2 separate regions of the Mus musculus genome follow, and region 1 is linked to region 2. A link is a contact called in public Hi-C data. All regions are on one chromosome and are shown on one strand. The core of a region is the stretch at or near the end of the contact, and the rest is flanking DNA. Distances in the headings are between cores, read along the strand shown.

Region 1 (4,430 bases), core at 747-3,246, 260 kb after region 2:
GCCACAGTAAGAGCCATGTAAGCCAATCCAAGTTACTACTGATGTATTCCTCCACTGTGTAGAAAGAGTCTACTTGGCTGGGGCCTGGGACCCAGGAACTCAGTTCTTGCCACAGCTGCCACTGTGGCTGTGTGGCACTCTGCATTATGGGGCCTCTCTGCAGCTGAGAACAAGGACTCTCCAACCGTCTTCTGTGGCGATCCCACTGATCACAGTCCACTGCGGGTCCAGCCCTGCTCTCCCTTTGGCTCACTTTGTGCTTGGCATGCCTAGCTTCTCTTAACTCTACAACCAAAGACAGCACTACGCATGCTGCGTAAAGTGTAAAGCCACTCTTCAAATCTTCATTCTTCCTGTAAAATCATTCTTCAAATCTACCAGTGCAAGGCTGAGTCAGGGTGAGCATTAATAGAAACAGGAAGGGGGAGGGGAAACCCTTTCTTGCTCCTTTCCCAACAGCACAGGGAGGCAAGGCAGAGGATGTAATACTGTCAGTAGGACTGGTAGCCTCTGCCTCCCTAATTATTGCACTGTCTGTCTGCCATCACAAGGCTTTTGAGCCAACCAGGTAGCTCAGCTATTTGATGTGAAATACGCACTGACAGAGGCCTCTGGCTTCAGAGGGCTAGTGCCAGACAGAGAGGTATGGAAGGGACTGCAATCAGAAGAAGCAGTGTAGAGGGCCTGGCTCACATTCTCTTGCTCTCTGGTGGGGTTTGAGTGTCCCCTACCCATGTGTTAGACTCTGCAGCAAGATGGGGAGGGAGAATGGAGCCCCTGCATGGTTTCTTGTCTCTCTTGCAGGATTAGTCACCTCCAAATACGTGGTTACAAGGTGAAGCTGCATGTAATAGGTTTTTTTTTCCTCCTCCTTAGGCTTCTGATAAAACAGCAGGAGGCCCTTGATGGACTATGCTTGTGGGCTTTCCAGCTTCGAACCTTTTTCCTTTTATAAATTATCTAGCCTTGAGTATTTTGTTGTGGCAACAGAAAACAGATTACAATACTTCCACTGTTTTTTAGGACTACTTGAAAATCAATTTTTCTTTCCTTCTTGATCTTGTCCTGTTTTCTTATTTTCTCTCCTTCACACACACACACACACACACACACACACAAAACACATAAACAAAAATATACAAATGAAAATACATAAAACATACATGTGTACATAAATACACATATACATATAAACTTACATATGCATATATATAGAAACATACACATACCCATACACATACATACATACATACATACATACATACATACAAAACCCCACACATATACATGTATACACATACACACATACCTCTGCACATATAAACACATACATATAAACACATACACATGAAAAGCACACATATATACATATACGCACAAACACACATATCCACACACATATATACATATACACATGAAGACACACATATACACAAACACACACATACATACATACACACACACACACACACACACACACACACACACACACACCCCAAAGGCTCTAGGCATCTAAGCCTTAGAAGCCCATAGGAGAAAGACGACAGAAATGAGGGAAAGAAGAACCTTATCTAAAGACCCTGCAATGTCATAGGCCAACTGCTTTTGTCCAGGAGAAGCTCCCAGCCTGTGAACCATCCCAGCAGGGCCCCTCAGTTTCAGCCATATGGATGCTTTTCTGAGAAGTTCACTCAAGAAGCCTTTACTAATCAAGTCCCACGTTGTGGATTCACCTCCAACGCCAGCCCCATCGCGTCATTCACTTTAGCTGTTGGGTGACCTTCCAGGGCAGCCCCTGAGACACAGGTTTCTGCTCTCTTCTCTTCCGATGCAGGGACAGGCAGAACAGCAAGACTGCCAGGTGGAAGAAGGAAATTGGAAAGGATCCTCTGGGCTGGCATCAAATTTGCTCCAGGATAAAACTGCACTGTATCCAAAGTCCTGGCAGGCCACCAGGTACTGGAGGGTGGCAAGGTTCCCAGATTCCACTTCCTCAAACTGACTGTACAAGGGAGAGCAGGACACTGCCAGAAAGACTCACAACGTGACATGAGGGCACAGTGTGGACAAGGTGACAGCAGGCCTCGCCTCGGCTCCAAAGGGATCCAAAGGCTAGGGCCATTTGTGATTCTCATCTGCATGGCAGCCTCCTCTTCCACTCAGGAGGCAGAGACTTTCAGATTCTGCCCCCTTTAACCACTGTCAGCAGTGGCCGGGAGCTCCAGGGCACACACCTTCTAGATAGCCACCCTGAGAAGGCCCCATGAAAACCACCTCGCCAGACATGCCTTCAGACAGATGTGTTTTCCAAGGAGAGCCTGTCTCGTTCTGGTAGCCTCTGCTGTCATGTTAGCTGGTCCTCTCCAGGTCTCCATTTCTACCATACTAAAAATCTGATCAGAGCTGCCCAGTGTCTCCACAGCTGGAACGCTATGTCTCAGGCCCTCCTTCTCTTCCTGTCTCTCAGAAGGAGACTCTGACAATTGAGAAGTTGCTGTATGAGATCTCGGGTGACTCCTCTGTTTGGTCTGCTTCTCTGCCTTCAGACTGGAAAGGGCCACCAGTCTGAACTGAGTATCCACCCACCACTCCAAACCCACTTTCCTTTCATTCCTATAACAAACCCAGAGTTCCTGTCTTACATCTATAGAACCCACAGTTTCAAGGCTGAGGCCAGACTTGGCCCTCCCTGCACACCCTGCCCATGCTACTGTCTACTTTTCCTTATGCCCTGTGATGTTTGTTGTGACTTTATCTTTTCCTTCCCTCTTCTGTGAGATTACAAACCCCTTTGAGAGAGGACTTGATGGTAAAGGCAAGAAAAAGTGTGACATTACTGAGTGTGATGGGTGGCCTTTGCTCTCAACCTAAGTGGATTAGGAGGCATGTCTGAGAGTGTTTCTTGAGAGGTTTAACTGAGAAGGGGAATCATATTGAATGCTGGTAGTTAGAGACTGGAGTCCTGAAAGGGTTAACAGTGGAGCCAGCTGAGTGCTAACATTCCTCTCTTGCTGCCTTCCTCCATAGATACAATGTGACCAGCCACCTTATGTGCTCTGGGCCCTCCCCTCCAAGAATACTGTATCCATGAGCCAGTATGGAACCTTCCACCCTTAAGTTGCTTCCTGTAAGCCTCTGATCACAGTGGTAAGAAAGCAGCTGTCACCCTGAGTATCCACCCACCACTCCAAACCCACTTTCCTTTCATTCCTATAACAGACCCAGAGTTCCTGTCTTACATCTATAGAACCCACAGTTTCAAAGTGTCCAGAAGCTTGCCCTCGCTCACTGCCCCCAGCAATGCTGACATTTCTCTAGAAGAACTCTGCTACTTTCCCAACTCCCTGAAGGCAGGAACCTCCCTTGCCCCTCTCATCTTTCTCTCTCTGGTCTCAATTTAACACCTTGCACAACACCTTATGTATTGTGTTAAATTCGATGTTTCTTACATAAAAATGAAAGAAAATGCATCAGGCTCACTCTACCAGTTTTAAAGGATCAGTCTACCAATCTCCAGTAGAGTCAGTGCTACGAGGCAGGTGTCCAGAATGTCTCCATCTTGCAAGATGGACACCACATGGAGCAGGTCTCCCCTTCCAGCTCCCAGAAGCCTTTTCTATCCCACAGGCTTGGCTGCTCATGTAACAGAAACCACAGCATTTATTCTCACATGATTGGCTGACTCAACCCCATGTGGTGTCTTCAAGGTCTATCGGCTGTGGTAGAAGGTGACAGGGTTCTCTTGCTTTCAAGGTGAGATGGTACTCCAGTGGGATGTCTAGATTCTAGATCTCAACAGGCTGCTTCCTCAGAGCTGCCCCTTCAACACAGCTCCATTCTAGAATAGCACTGTCAGGGCCATGTCACCGCTCCTGGGCCTCAAGTTGTATCTGAGCTTCCCAGTGGGCCTTCAGAGCAACCCTTCAAGGTCATTTCTGTCACCCACCAGTGAGAAAAACAAGTCTATGGAAACTGCAGAGAATGCTCAAGGTCACAGAGTTTCCAAGGATAGCACGCCAGATTTCTGCAGCTTTGCCTGCCTTTCCAAAAGCCTGTTGACTTATCAGTATTTGTCATCTTCTGGTGAGCCCCCAGGATTGACTGACCTACAGAGAATAATACAGAGGCAAAGACAAGAGATGAAGCACCATGTCTGTGCTGCCTTTTTGGTTACAGTTCTGGGTACAGCCCTGAGTTAGAAACTTGTAGCCCATGGCTCTCTGCCTTTTTCTTCTCGATAAGTAACATGTGCAGACTCAGCTCTGTATTGACTTCTTCCCAGTGTGTCTGAGCCTCTCACAGACATCCCTAAACTCTGCCTCTCCTACATTCTGTATGGCCAAGTGCAGCAGGGCACATAAGCTCACAGGTGGTACCATGCACAGTGCCTGTAGTTCTCCAGGGATGGGTGGGCTTGTGTTATCCAGATG
Region 2 (4,466 bases), core at 1,595-4,094:
TTGCTTAGCTGTGCCTTCCATTTGAGGTTAAGAAAAAAAGAGATGCTGGATATTTAGATCTGTCTACTTGTTTCTGTTATCTTGAGCTGAGGCTGGCCTCCGACTCATTATGTAACCCAGGCTGGCCTTAGATTTTTGTTTTTTGTTTTTTAATACTTATGCTTCCACTTCCCAAGAGCTGGCGTTACACGTGCAGTTCTTGTCAATCAGCCTGCTGCCATGGAGCCTTTTGTCACCCGGCTGCCCTAGGCTGGCTCCAGATCATATTTACACTAATATCCTACCTCTCAATAGTGCCTGTTGGTTGATTTTAATTGAGTAGAATTAGTCCTGAGCCATTGGTTGATTTTAATTGAATAGAATTAGTCCTGAGCCATCGAGATAAGAAGACCATAGGACATCAGCATTTACAGTTGCAGCACGAGCAAATGCTTGAAGTGTGGTACCCAGAGGAGACTTTTCTCTATACGGGAGAGAAGCCTGGCTGGATACAGAGGGCGGTGGAGAGGACAGATATTGTTTACAAAACAGTGTTCAGCATATGAGTTAAATAGACCCCAGGAGTGAAGCAGAGAGTGTATATTGTCCAGAATACTGTAGTTAGGCAGACCTATCCCAACAGGACCCAACAGCCTGCAAGCCTTGGTATGTTTCTCTGGGCTTCCTTTAGCTTACAATGGCCCACTTGGGGTGACAGCCACCCAGTGCTGGTGTGATCTTCACTTCCCATCTCTGTAAGGGACTTGAGCACCTGTGGAGTGGGAGTATCCAGGGAGTTCTGGGAACCCGTGGTGGGTGTGTGGGCGGGTGACAGCATACATCGTTTACAGCATCCAGTTTACCCGAGCAGAATATTCTCAGCTGATGTTTTTTGTTTTTTTCTTGAATGTTTGCCCATGTCATTTTATATGAACGGAAAAACAAACCCAAACGAGCCTCTGGTTATCCCATTACATCATAACATCTTATTTAATGACTACCCTGTTGTATATTTAAGTGACTCGCTATGATAAAGCTCTTTCTCTGAGTATCCTTGCATGAGAAGTCCCATGCATGTCCCTGTTTGCTGTCTTCACCTGTAAGTCTAGCAGGAAAATCTTTGGGGCTGCTGCTATTGTTAAGCTGTTTGGGGCAGAGGGCCACACTCTGCCCGGGTGCTGAGTACTCAGTCCCCTGGATTTGTACCAAGACTGAGTGTTACCTTTGCCCTTTGATAGCTTAAAATTGTATAACGTTTGAAAATTCCCCCACGTTTCCTTTGGTTAGTGGTTTCTGCTAAAGTTTTTTGTTTCTTTTCTTTCATACTCTTCTTGGAGTATTTGGGGGGTTTTCCTAGTTTCTAAAGAACTCCATTATGTTATTTTTAAAGTATGAACTGAGTTACCCAAAATATTTTAATTTTTAATGAAACTGCAGTGGCCAAGCTCCTTTTATAATATAACCCCATTATCGTTTCCCAACCCTGGCATGGGGCTGTGCACACTCAGGGGACTACATAAATGCTTTTAAATGAGAGAACGATCCATTATCTAAATATGCCATTGATGTACAGGGTTGGTTCGTAAAGTAACACGAGAATTTTTTTCTTGACCATTAGGAATTATAATAAGGAAAACTTTTATAATGAATTGCTCTAGGGAGGGAAGCTGCAAGGTAAACAGCGTGTCATATCTGTGGCCTCAGACTGCAGCTCATCACAGAGGACAGATGTTCTCAACCAAAGCAAAAGTAGGCACTGACTGTGCCCGACACTCCTGCAACCTCACAACCCAGATGGCTGAGGCAGGGAGATCATGATTCTGAGGTTGGGGCCGCAGACTGAGATTCCACATCAAAACAGACAAGGAAACAACAACAAAACCAATAGTACAGCTCAGATGCTTTTTCAAGTCAAGCAGTAGTTTATACATACAAACTGTGACTAGAAGAAGAAAGCTTAGAAGTCATAAGGTCCCCACTCATCAATCATTTCCTAAGGAAATAAGACAGCAGTATGGTTGAGGCCTCTGCAGACCTTGTTCATCTCTCTCCTCTTCCCCTCCAGAAGTGCTCGGTTTAAACACCCGGCATACATGTTTCTCTAAGCAACGTGAAACATTGTGTCACAGTTTTAGAGTTTTGACAAATGTTACCATCCATGTTTCTGTTGCAACATTACTTCCTCAGCGTTATGCTTCTGGGATTGAAGCATCTTAATAAAGTGGGGCTGATCTATTCTGTGGAAATACCACAACTTATTTATCCTCCCTCTTCACCATCATCCCAATATTTTGTGTTTGTGCACACTGTTGGGAATGTGTGTCCATCACCTCCCCTTGTGCGCATGTGCAAGCTTTCAAAGGTAGTGATGAGGTTGCTCCAACATAGAGATGTCTGCCTTCTCCTTTTCTAGAAGCTGCCAAATTGCTTTTTGTGGTTTAAGGTAATACAGAAATACTTGCATTTTCCCCGAGGAAGTCTTGCAAAAATTAGGCCAGTTATTATTTTTGAGTGCTGGAGGGCCAGAACTGCTCCAAGGATGAACACGCATTCCAGTCTGCATCTTTTCTGCTTTGGGAAACAGATAAAAATACTGAGGATCTTGCCCAGGCTTAATAGCAAGGGGCAGAAACCTAGTCAACTGTCCTCAAACCCATCTCTTAGCAGCAGTCCAAGCTCCAGGTGGTAGCAAGAGACCAGCTATACTATATTTAAAATGACATGAAGATAGCAGCCAAAGACTCTAAGGGGGCAGGGGGGTGGGGTGGGGAAAGGCAGGATGAGCCTTGGGCAGGTACTGCTGTTCCAGGGTGTGGAAGAACAAGCAGATGGTGACTGAATTTATTCAGCATCCACTAATGAGTCTGACCAAAAGTCCGTTCCAGGCTCCATATGCTCCGAATTCAGTTCCATCCTTTCCTGCCTGCTTCACTGTAGAGGTTCGTTGCTCATATCTTCATGCACTTTAAAGTTCCTTTTAACCTAGGACAGGCGACTTGCCACAGAAAGGTCAAATAAATTTTTTAGAAGCAATAACGGATGCAACTTGTACATGTGAATTTTAATTGCAACACTCTAATCCCCATTCCAAGTGCCAAACTTTCAGGATTAATTTGTTGCATGTGTTGGTAACAGGGCACTCAGTCTTCGGAGCGGATTCATTGCCCGAGGGCCCTCATTTGCTAATGAGTAATTGTTGCAATTTTCAGAGAAAATGCTACTGGTACAATCATGTTTGAGCATTCATCAAATATGACGTGAGCCCAGTTAGGAGAAACGTTAGCGTCCTTAGCCTGCAAATAAAAGCCAAGCATTCATTTCCAGCATGGTAATTTCCCTAGGCTGGTCACCTCCATTATCATTCGGAACAACCGGTGAACTGTAGGTAGTACCTGCGGGTAGGAGCAGGTTTTAGCACTGTTAAGTCTGTAGTCTTGTTCCATTGTATCTTGTCACTCAGGCCCATTTTGGAAGTAGGCAGGGGTGGAAGAGGAAGCCACTTCGGTAGGAATGCATCTCTGTGTGCACACATCACAGACAGCAATGACATGCTAATTACAGCTTTAGACGGAGCATTTCCTCTTTCTGCATTTTGTTTGCAAACACCCAATTATTTCCATCCTGCGGTCTGGAGAAGAGGAAAAAAAAAAGGAAAGCAAATCCAAGGGAGTTGATCAGTAGTTTCTGCAAGGCTCGCTGCCTACCTATCTCCTCTGTTGTGGCTTTTCTTCCCGACAGGTTGGAATTTGAACTCTGCTTGCTTCCCAATTTAGTTATTCTTTTAGATCCATTTATTATTACTATTGTTATGATGATGATGATGATGATAATGAGTGTGTGTGTGTGTGTGTGTGTGTGTGTGTGTGTGTGTGTGTTTACCTGCATGTATATAAGCATACCCTGTGCATGCAGTGCCCACAGAGGCCAGATGAGGGCACCAAATCTTCTGGAACTTTCTTTACAGTTATGAACTGCCCTGTGGGTGCTGGGACCCAATCCTGTGCTCTCTGCAAGAGCATCTAGTGCTTTTAACTCCTGAGTCGTGTCTCTGCCCCCTAGTTATCTTTTTACTCCTACTTGTCTGTGGACCAGTGGTTGAGATTCTACATCTATATCAAGGAGTTCAGCCTTGTCTATTGTAGGACATAGAAATAGCACCTTGTGCCTGTCCAGACTGCACGGAACTGATGTCCCATGCACTTGTGGCATGTTCCTGCACAAGGCACTGCTGCTTCCTCTGGGACCACATAGGCTATGCAACATTGTGGAACCTGGACATATAGAATCTTGGGATGGACCAGTCAATGAATGGGAGCATTGTGGTTACCTGAGCTGGAAGAAGAGCTGAGTTCGTAAGTCAAAACAAAACTATGTTCTAGAGCAGCAGAAATAAAAAAATATGTTTGAAGAGTGGAATAAAAATCTCATACTGGCGAGGATAAGCCTGTTCTTTTGGTGAAACCACATTTGCCTGTTTTTGCTTTTGT

Evidence for each region. Hi-C and Micro-C count contacts between places; a contact is called where the count stands out from the background.
Region 1: a contact with region 2 is called in a Hi-C map of cerebellum, with 1.6 times the contacts expected there. The contact joins two enhancer-like sites. A contact is called at or near these places in 1 of 15 datasets of contacts at CTCF or cohesin (the NIH/3T3 cell line), 4 of 484 Hi-C or Micro-C datasets (brain, cerebellar granule neurons and cerebellum) and 1 of 9 other capture datasets (embryonic stem cells).

What each region holds. Positions count from the first base shown.
Region 1 is chr1:179,010,490-179,014,919 of GRCm38.p6, forward strand. The region is part of intron 10 of Smyd3 (SET and MYND domain containing 3); the gene reads right to left. Among named protein-coding and RNA genes, the nearest start is that of Gm46249, 240 kb to the left of the region's middle. Within about 2 kb of position 1,997, at least 37 of the 459 cell types and tissues checked have an H3K27ac peak or open chromatin away from gene starts, as enhancers often do. A contact at or near this core is called in cerebellar granule neurons and cerebellum, where this site is marked.
Region 2 is chr1:178,744,892-178,749,357 of GRCm38.p6, forward strand. The region is part of intron 4 of Kif26b (kinesin family member 26B); the gene reads left to right. It also overlaps the pseudogene Gm34176. Among named protein-coding and RNA genes, the nearest start is that of Gm46249, 29 kb to the right of the region's middle. Within about 2 kb of position 2,845, at least 7 of the 459 cell types and tissues checked have an H3K27ac peak or open chromatin away from gene starts, as enhancers often do. A contact at or near this core is called in cerebellar granule neurons and cerebellum, where this site is marked.